Linked DNA regions of Mus musculus: regions 2 and 3 are each linked to region 1. The links are chromatin contacts, called in public Hi-C maps. All regions are on one chromosome and are shown on one strand. Each heading gives the region's core, a stretch centred on a gene start, on an enhancer-like site or on the middle of the called end of the contact. The rest is flanking DNA. Distances are from core to core; before and after follow the strand shown. Region 1 has its middle 330 kb from the start of Rps6ka3. Region 2 has its middle 480 kb from the start of Cnksr2. Region 3 has its middle 500 kb from the start of Cnksr2.

What was found. Hi-C and Micro-C count contacts between places; a contact is called where the count stands out from the background.
Region 2: a contact with region 1 is called in a Hi-C map of cerebellum, with 3 times the contacts expected there. The contact joins two enhancer-like sites. A contact is called at or near these places in 5 of 484 Hi-C or Micro-C datasets (cerebellar granule neurons, cerebellum, cerebral cortex and 1 more) and 1 of 115 datasets of contacts at active chromatin or transcription factors (neural progenitor cells).
Region 3: a contact with region 1 is called in a Hi-C map of ventral hippocampal neurons, with 2.5 times the contacts expected there. The contact joins two enhancer-like sites. A contact is called at or near these places in 1 of 39 promoter capture datasets (hippocampal neurons), 5 of 484 Hi-C or Micro-C datasets (cerebellar granule neurons, cerebral cortex, forebrain and 1 more) and 1 of 115 datasets of contacts at active chromatin or transcription factors (neural progenitor cells).

What each region holds. Positions count from the first base shown.
Region 1 is chrX:158,922,564-158,925,314 of GRCm38.p6, reverse strand. No RefSeq gene overlaps it. Among named protein-coding and RNA genes, the nearest start is that of Rps6ka3, 330 kb to the left of the region's middle. Within about 2 kb of position 1,379, at least 45 of the 459 cell types and tissues checked have an H3K27ac peak or open chromatin away from gene starts, as enhancers often do. A contact at or near this core is called in cerebellum and ventral hippocampal neurons, where this site is marked.
Region 2 is chrX:158,525,340-158,528,090 of GRCm38.p6, reverse strand. No RefSeq gene overlaps it. Among named protein-coding and RNA genes, the nearest start is that of Cnksr2, 480 kb to the right of the region's middle. Within about 2 kb of position 1,415, at least 1 of the 459 cell types and tissues checked has an H3K27ac peak or open chromatin away from gene starts, as enhancers often do. A contact at or near this core is called in cerebellum, where this site is marked.
Region 3 is chrX:158,542,910-158,545,660 of GRCm38.p6, reverse strand. No RefSeq gene overlaps it. Among named protein-coding and RNA genes, the nearest start is that of Cnksr2, 500 kb to the right of the region's middle. Within about 2 kb of position 1,365, at least 7 of the 459 cell types and tissues checked have an H3K27ac peak or open chromatin away from gene starts, as enhancers often do. A contact at or near this core is called in ventral hippocampal neurons, where this site is marked.

The DNA of each region.
Region 1 (2,751 bases), core at 130-2,629:
TTAAAATGCATTGGAATGACTTCGGTCTAAATCAGGTAGTTCTTCAAATGCATCACTAGGTGGCAGCAAAGCTTTAATAAAATCAATTCTCAGCCCCTTGTGGAGCACACAGTATTTCCTTTTGTCTTCTTTATTACACAACCTCATTGCACCAACAAAATATTATTATCATTAACATTGATAGTGGCAGCTACAGCAAAGGCAACTGACCAAGATGTCCAAAACATGACACACTAAACACAATTCAGCATTAAGTGTTACAAAGTTGTTGCAAAAGACTTTCGAAATTATTAGTCAAATAGGCTGAAAGCATTGTCACTGAACTTAAAGCCAGCTGCCACCTTCCCACACTTATGTAAGAAATAGTTCCACAGGCTCCTTGAAGAAGATCTGTGGGGCCTTAGTTGTACAGTGTGTGACTGCCACAAAGGGAACCTCTGAATAATTCATGAAGAATTGTTATTTTCTTATATTGTTTGAGATGGAAGTCGGCTGCAGGTCTATAGACAATGACGCAATTACAGTGTTTAATGTCCCTTTGGGAGAGTTTCTATATTCCATCTTTGTATATACACTTGGCATCTTTCATTTAGAATGAATGGGTTCACTTCTTTCTTGTTTGAGAAAAATCCTCTTCCCCAGCAGAGTCCTAGGCTTTCTTTCTCTGGTGATTCTCACATCAGCTACACTTTCCATTACATTCCTGTCAGCAGATATTCCCAGCGGGGTAGGGGCTGCACATAGCTGGGATTTCCCTAATCGAGATGCCCTCCTGGCTCCTGAAATTGGTGGTTTTAACTAGCCCTTCTATTGTGAACAATGGATCCACACTCCCCTTTCTTTCTCTACTTTGCTTAAGCATTCCTGGATTCTTCCCCCTTACACTCCCCCTTCGTATCTACCTCCCACCCTTCTTTATCTCCTGCATTCTTTTTCCTCCCTCTCTCTCACTTAAAATTCTCCTAACGTCCTTTCTACCATGCAGTGCAATCTTAACCATCTAACAAAAGACCGTATAACGTAAATTCCATTTCAGAAATGGGAGGAGTTTTCTTGCATACTAAACAAGCATTTCCTATCTTGGTAGGAAAACAACAAAACATTTTCCCTTGGAAGCGCTGCTTAATCACGGCTATCAGCATCGCCTCAAGCTGAATGTGCATCCATCGAAGGCAAAACACAGCCCAGTGCAGAAGTGCAACAACCTACTTTAAGATCTGCACACATCACGTGCGATGAAAACGGATTTCGTTTCTAGGCTCTTCCCCCACCTTTAAAAAAAATTCTCCCTTATCACGATTCCTTTCTAGGTGGAGGAGGTTCCACCTGCCCACTCACTGCGTAAACCAAATCTGTGCCTGAAAATTAGACTCCTTCCAGTGTGGTCAGAATCAGGTAACAACAGCTGAATTCAGTTCACCCCATGCCTTCTTTGCTTTCCACTGAGCAGTGAAGTGTGAAGGCTTATCTAAGGAGCAGGAAGGGAGAATTTGGGTTACCCATTTGTGTGTGTGTGTGTGTGTGTGTGTGTGTGTGTGTGTGTGTGACAGGGTTGTCCTGCTTTGTGCCCATTAGTCATTAAACGCATACTGCCCAGGCAGTAAAACAAAAGCTATTCTCGGATAAGTACGAGGCTTAATAAAGAGTTGAAGGAATTTCAAAGAAGGAAAAATGTTTCTGTATTCCCTGGGGGCTACATGGTCTCTGCTGAGTATTTTGATTTGGGGGTACATGGACGTAAAACCTAGCAGATTGTATTCTATACCTGCGTGCTCGCTGGCAGGCACAAAATGTACGCTGTTAACTACAGACGTCTGGGTTTGCTTCTCCCGAGGGGCTGATGGAAGATTCACCAGCACGTGGGTGAAGCAGCAGCCTTGTGATCTGGCTTCCCAGCCTCCGAGCCGCCTTCCAGCTGCCTTATGTAATGTGATCTGTTTGCTGATGGGAGCCTGATTAGTTTCTGGGTGGGAACTGCAAAACCTGTGCACAGTCCCCGTGAGTGCTAGACTCCGCCAGCCTAGTTGAGTTTGTATTTGTCAGGCAAGCAAGGGGTTAAATGGAGCCACACTAAGGGTATGCACGTGGGTGCACAGGGAGGCCAGGAATGGTGTGGATGAGTGATAGAGGCAGTTGAAGTAGTCCGAATAAGAGCAGCATGTGGGTGGTGGAGAGGGAGAAAGAAAAGCCGGGGAAGGGCTTTAGGGAGGAAAAGCAGTCGCCACCAAGCAGCTAACCGTAGATCATTGGCATGCATTCCTTATCAAATGAGAGCAGGACACAGAGACTGAAATCAAGCTGAGCAGAATTTCTAATAGAACTGGCTGACCTTTCAAACGAAGTACTTAAGTAAAGATGGGCAGCACATGGCAGGACTTTTTACAAGGAGGCAAAAAGTGGGCAGCTCAGAGTTTCAGGTGTACTGTATTTAAACAACACATCTCATTGGTTTTGAGTCAAAATACTTTAAAAGTACCCCTCAAGCCACATTTAGTGCCTCAAGCCTGTAATCGTAGCACTCGAGAGGTCGAGGCAGGAGGACTGGTGGTAGTGTGCAGCCAGCTTGGGCTATATAGTGAATTTCAGGCCAACCTAAATTATACCAGGAGACCCTGTCCCTCCAGGTAACTTTATTTGCTCTGGAATTCTTTTTATCGTCCCAAGTTGAGGGGACTGCATGCTGTTTTGGTAGGAGTTTAATATAAATAGCCAAAGTTTTTTTTACACTGTTATCCTTTGAGAGTTGTTTTA
Region 2 (2,751 bases), core at 166-2,665, 400 kb after region 1:
TCTCTACAGTGGTTTCTTGTTAGTGTATAAAAATATTAATGCTTTTATGTTAATTCTTTATCATACAACTTCAATGGATGTATTAGTTCTAGCAATGTGTGTGTGTGTGTGTGTGTGTGTGTGTGTATGATCTTTAAGAATTATGTATGTAAGAACATGTCATCTGCACACAGAGATAATTTAAGATCTTTCTTTGTGATTTGGGTGAGTTTATTTCTTTGTGTTGTTTGCAAAATTTTTAGGAGTTTGATAAATACAAATGCCAAGTATGTGAAGATTGTTTTCTTTTGAGTTTAGAAGACAAACTTTCAACTTTTTTCAGTAATCATAATGTAAAATTTGGGACCCTTGTAAATGGCCTTTATTATGTTGAAGCATATCCTTTGTACAGTTATTTGGTAGAGAGTTTTCATCTTAAGAAAGACACTAAATTTTCTCAGCTGCCTTTCTGTATCTATTGAGATGATCATACAATTCTTGGTTTTCGTTCTATTAGTGTGCCATTTCACATTTGCTGATTTCTGCATATACTGAATTATCCTTGTTTCCTGGGGATAAATCCTACTTGATCATGTTAAAAGTAGCTTAATAGTATTTTATTGGGTTTTTTTTTGCACCTGTTTTCATCTGGGATACTGGTCTACTTAGTTTCTGTTTTATAATGCATTATCTGATGACAACGGAATGCTGATCACATATAATGACTTTTCATTTATTCTCTCTAATTCTTGGAATAGTTCTAATCTCTTGTCACTAAATGCAACATTCAGTACTAGGACTGGGTTTCATCCAATTGAATTGTTGGCCAAAGGGTACCATGGAAATCCCCAAACAACCCAAGCTGTTTGTTGCCAAGATAATAGGTTGTTCTCTGCAAACTGACAGTAAGGCCCAATCGCTGAGGACAACACCCACACAACTCATTGAACATGAGGAAGTCCAGATGGTGTCTATACAGAGCCTTCATCCCTACATTCTAGTTGTCTTAGGTACTATGAAGGCTACCAAAAGAAAAAATTTAACACATCTACGAAAACTTTGATCTATAATCTGTCCCACCTGCAAAATATGCTAAGGCAATGATGGCACAAAACTTATGGAAATAACAACCAAGAAATGCATGATTTGACTTAAGGCCCACTCCAGGAAATGGAACCCATACCCTGACAGTGCTTGGGTGTCAAGGACCAGAGGCTAGATAACCCAGAAATCTAGGATAAGACCAACTAATACTTGTCAAAAACAAACAAAACACTCCTAATGATATTCTGCTATATGCATAGACTAGTGCCATATTCAGCCATCACCAGAGAGCCTTCCTTCTGCAGCAGATGGGAACAAATATCACAGCCCCAGGCATTTCACAGAGAAAGAGATCTTGGAAGACACAGCTATAAACCCCTCCCTTCAGAGCTCAGGTAACCCTGTGGAAGAGAAGGAGGAAAGAGTGTAAGAGCCAGAAGGGATGGAGCACAGCAGGAAAACATAGCCCTCTAAATCAACTGTGAAAAGGTCACATAAACTCACAAAGACTGAAGCAGCAAATACAAGGCTGGCATGGATCTGCATCAGGTCCTCTGTGTATAACTTATAACTTTCAGTTTAATGTTTTTATTTGATTCCTGAGTGTGTGAGCTAGCAGGTCTCCAATTCTTGTGCCCTCTCTAGGGACTTATTTTTCTGTTGGCTTGTTCTGTTCAACTTCAATATGATGGTTTTTGTTTTATGTTATTATATTATATTGTATTTTGCTATGTTTTGTTGTTATCTCTTAGAAGCCTGTTCTTTTATAATGAGAAACAGGAAGGAACAGAAGAGGTAGGGAAGAACTGGGAAGAATAGAGGGAGAAAAAGCTGTATTCAGATGTTATTATATTAAAAAAAAGAATCCATGCTTAATAAGAAAGGTATGCAGTTGTGTTATTGATTCCATAAATGTGGGACTTTTATAAATATAAAATGCACAATACTGGATTAGACTCATCTGTTACTGGTCTGTTCAGATTGCCTTGTTTTTCATGATTCATTCTTGGTATTTTTCCTAGGATAACTAAGGGTTTTTCTTAATCTGGCTAAATGTTTATGAATTTTGCTCACCTTTTCAAAAATCAGCTAATATTTTCATTAACATTTCTCTTATTCTTCTACCACCAGTTTAAGTTTTTATACGATCTGTATTTCCTTCCATTTGTTAATTTTGGGATTTATTTGATGGTTTCCTAGTTCTTTGAGTTGTTCTCTTCTCATTAAGCTGTCACGTGGTACCATGATCTCTTAACTTATTTTTTTCAGCTGTTTTGAAATTATGAGTAGATGGCTATCAAAACTTAAGCTTCTGTTGTGGTGTGAGCATTGATACTTCTCTACCTTGCCTCCCAGTATAATAAATACTAATTGTTATTTAAGGTGCCTCATTTCTACTCTCGCTATCTGGTAGCCCATTGTCTAGGGCCTTGCTGAATGTCTTCTTCTTTTTTTTTTCTACTTTAGGGAGTCTTTATATTCATTTGCCTTGGATATAATATTTCTAAAAGTGCACATGATATACTCATGTCCAAATTCTCCTCACCTCATACCTTCTTATACATGTCATAATGCATTACCACTTTTACTATTAACAAAGATGAAGCATTGTTTTAATTCAGTCAGAAAAGTTTTGTGACTACAGACAACCATATCATACATTCTTACTTATGCCTCAATTTTTGATTACCCAAACAGAAGGAAAACATATTTATGAACTTAAAGTTT
Region 3 (2,751 bases), core at 116-2,615, 380 kb after region 1:
AGGACCCTGATATAGCTGTCTCTTGTGAGGCTATTCCAGTGCCTGGCAAATACAGAAGTGGATGCTTACAGTCATCTATTGGCTGGAACACAGGGCCCCTAAAGAAGGACCTAGAGAAAGTACCCAAGGAGCTGAAGGGGTCTGCAACCCTATAGGAGGAACAACAATATGAACTAACCAGTACCCCCAGAGCGTGACTCTAGCTGCATATGTAGCAGAAGATGGCTTAGTGGGCCATCATTGGGAAGAGAGGCCCCTTGGTATTGTAAACTTTATATGCCCCAGTACAGGGGAACGCCAGGGCCAAGAAGTGGGAGTGGGAGGGTAGGGGAGCAAGGTGTGGGGAGGGCATAGGGGACTTTCAGGATAGCATTTGAAATGTAAAGGAAGAAAATATCTAATAAAAAATTGAAAAAAGAAGGAAGGAAGGAAGGAAGGAAGGAAGGAAGGAAGGAAGGAAGGAAGGGAAAAGAAAAGAAAAGAAAAGAAAAGAAAAGAAAAGAAAAGAAAAGAAAAGAAAAGAAAAAAAAAGAAAAAAAAGAAGCTGCCATGGAACTATGTTGTACTTTCTTTCTTTTGATTGAATGTATTAAATATTGAAAATATAATCTGAAACATAGGGTCTAGTACTGGATCTCTGTTATATATGCTCACTATAAATGAATTAAAAATTCTCAGCAACTTAAATGTATTAAAGCAAACTGAATCAGATACTTTGTTAGAAGAGAAACCCTGAATTGGAGTGTCCAATTTCTTCTGTTCCTTTGTCTTTTCTTTCTTCAAAAATTGAGATAGGGTCTCTCTATAGCTTAAACTGATCTTGAACTTGTGATTCTCCTACCTCATCTTCCTGAAAGCTGAGATTATAGATGTCTAAAACCATGCACAGCTCAATTAAAGCCTCTTAAACCTTTCAAACCACCAGAATTTTAAGAGCTTTCTATAATCAGAGAAGGCCATTTCTCTTGTTACAATTTATACTTTTAAACAAAGCGAGGAGCTTGTTATTTCTTCCTTTAAAGTTAGGAAAGTCTCTCTCTCTCTCTCTCTCTCTCTCTCTCCCTTCCCCCTCTATCCTTTTCCCTCTCTCTCCCTTTACCTTTCTCTCTCCCCTTCCCTCCCTCTTTCCCTCCCTCCTTCCCTCCTTCCCTCCCTCTCTCCCTCCCTCCCTCCCCTTCTCGAGCCCTCCCTCCCCCCTCTCTTACCTTTTCTACTTGCTTCCTACCCACTCTATTTCCCCAACAATTTAAATATTTCCATGATCCCCAGAAAGCACAAAGAGTGGACACCCAGCCCTACTTCCCTCACATGACTCATCCTAAAAGCTGTTTGCCAAATGAATCTTTGCTTTTTGTTTCAGACTTCGTGCAGGGGCATCCAGAGCCCTGCACAACAATGCCTGTTCTAGCTCTACACCCACTCCGTCCCGCCTAGCATCCTACTCTCTATTCAAAACCAAGCCAGAAGGAAAACAAGGGATTTGTCCCCAACAGTTTGCAAACCAGTCATGCTTTTGCAACATATGTAGGGCTAGCATTCAGCAATCTGGAACTCATGAAGCCAGTTCCTTAGTCTTTCAGCAAATATGCTTGCAACCTTTAAGGACGTTTGGGATTTGCAGCTTCTGGAATACATAGACTAATGATGGGATAGGTCTTTCACAGTGCTTATAAATGAAGAATTAGACAATGTTCATGTTTCTAGGCAGTAGATTGTAGCCCCATTTAGAGATATTTTATAGACATCCCCCATCCAAGCTTTCCCAAGGAAGCTCAATTTGGCTTTGTTTTGAGCAGAATTGTGTAATGCCTGCTTAACAATGGAAGTTGAAATACAGTGAGGGTTTGAGACAAAGCATTATATCTAGATTTGCCTATTGTCCAGTGGGACACTTGCTAGAAAAAAGTACTCTGATAAGTAAACTCCATAGCTGTAAGGTGGCTAAGAGCCAGCAGTTGGTATTCCCTGCCTGATATGATAACCATGGAGGAAAAGGGAGCTAGCAGACATCTGAGATGTAGCAAAGAGGAATCCAGGACGAACAACCTTCTGAAATTCAGGCAGGACTGCAGTTACCATTGGCTCAAACTCTAGGCATATAGCAAGACCCTTGGTCTGCTCAATTTTTTATTTGCTTTGGACAGTTGGAAGGCTGTCATGCACAGTTGAAATATTTTGCATTTGGACCTCAAGAGGACCTGCACTTCTGTTTCGGACCCCTTGGACTATTGTTGCCACTAAAACTAGCTCAACTTAGCCTCCTGAAAGAAGGCAAGTTTATGTCTCACTAGCCCCACACATCTAGAGCCAGAAAACCTACTGGAGAATAAACACATAGCTGACTGAAAGTTGACTGTAGCCAAGGACATCTAGAAATTCTCTTGTCAACTCTAATTATGAGATAAAGTTCAATGTATTGTTTTAAGCTATTGAGGTACCATGAAAATTTACTTACCTCATGCCTGACACAGTAAAAGCCCAGTGATGACCAATGCTAATATAAAAAATATTGACATATTACATGAGACCTGGAGTCAAATGAGACTGATAGGTGTATGTTGTCCGGTTTTAACATGTTAGACAGTGCTGGTTATACAGTGTTTTGGGTCTTTTTATATCTCTAGAAAGATTTATTTATTTTTAATTTTTACATTTGAATGTTTTGTCTGTGTGTACATATGTGCATGCCTTGTGTGCCTGGTGTCCATGGATGCTAGAAGAGGGTGAAATATCACCTTGAACTGGGGTATT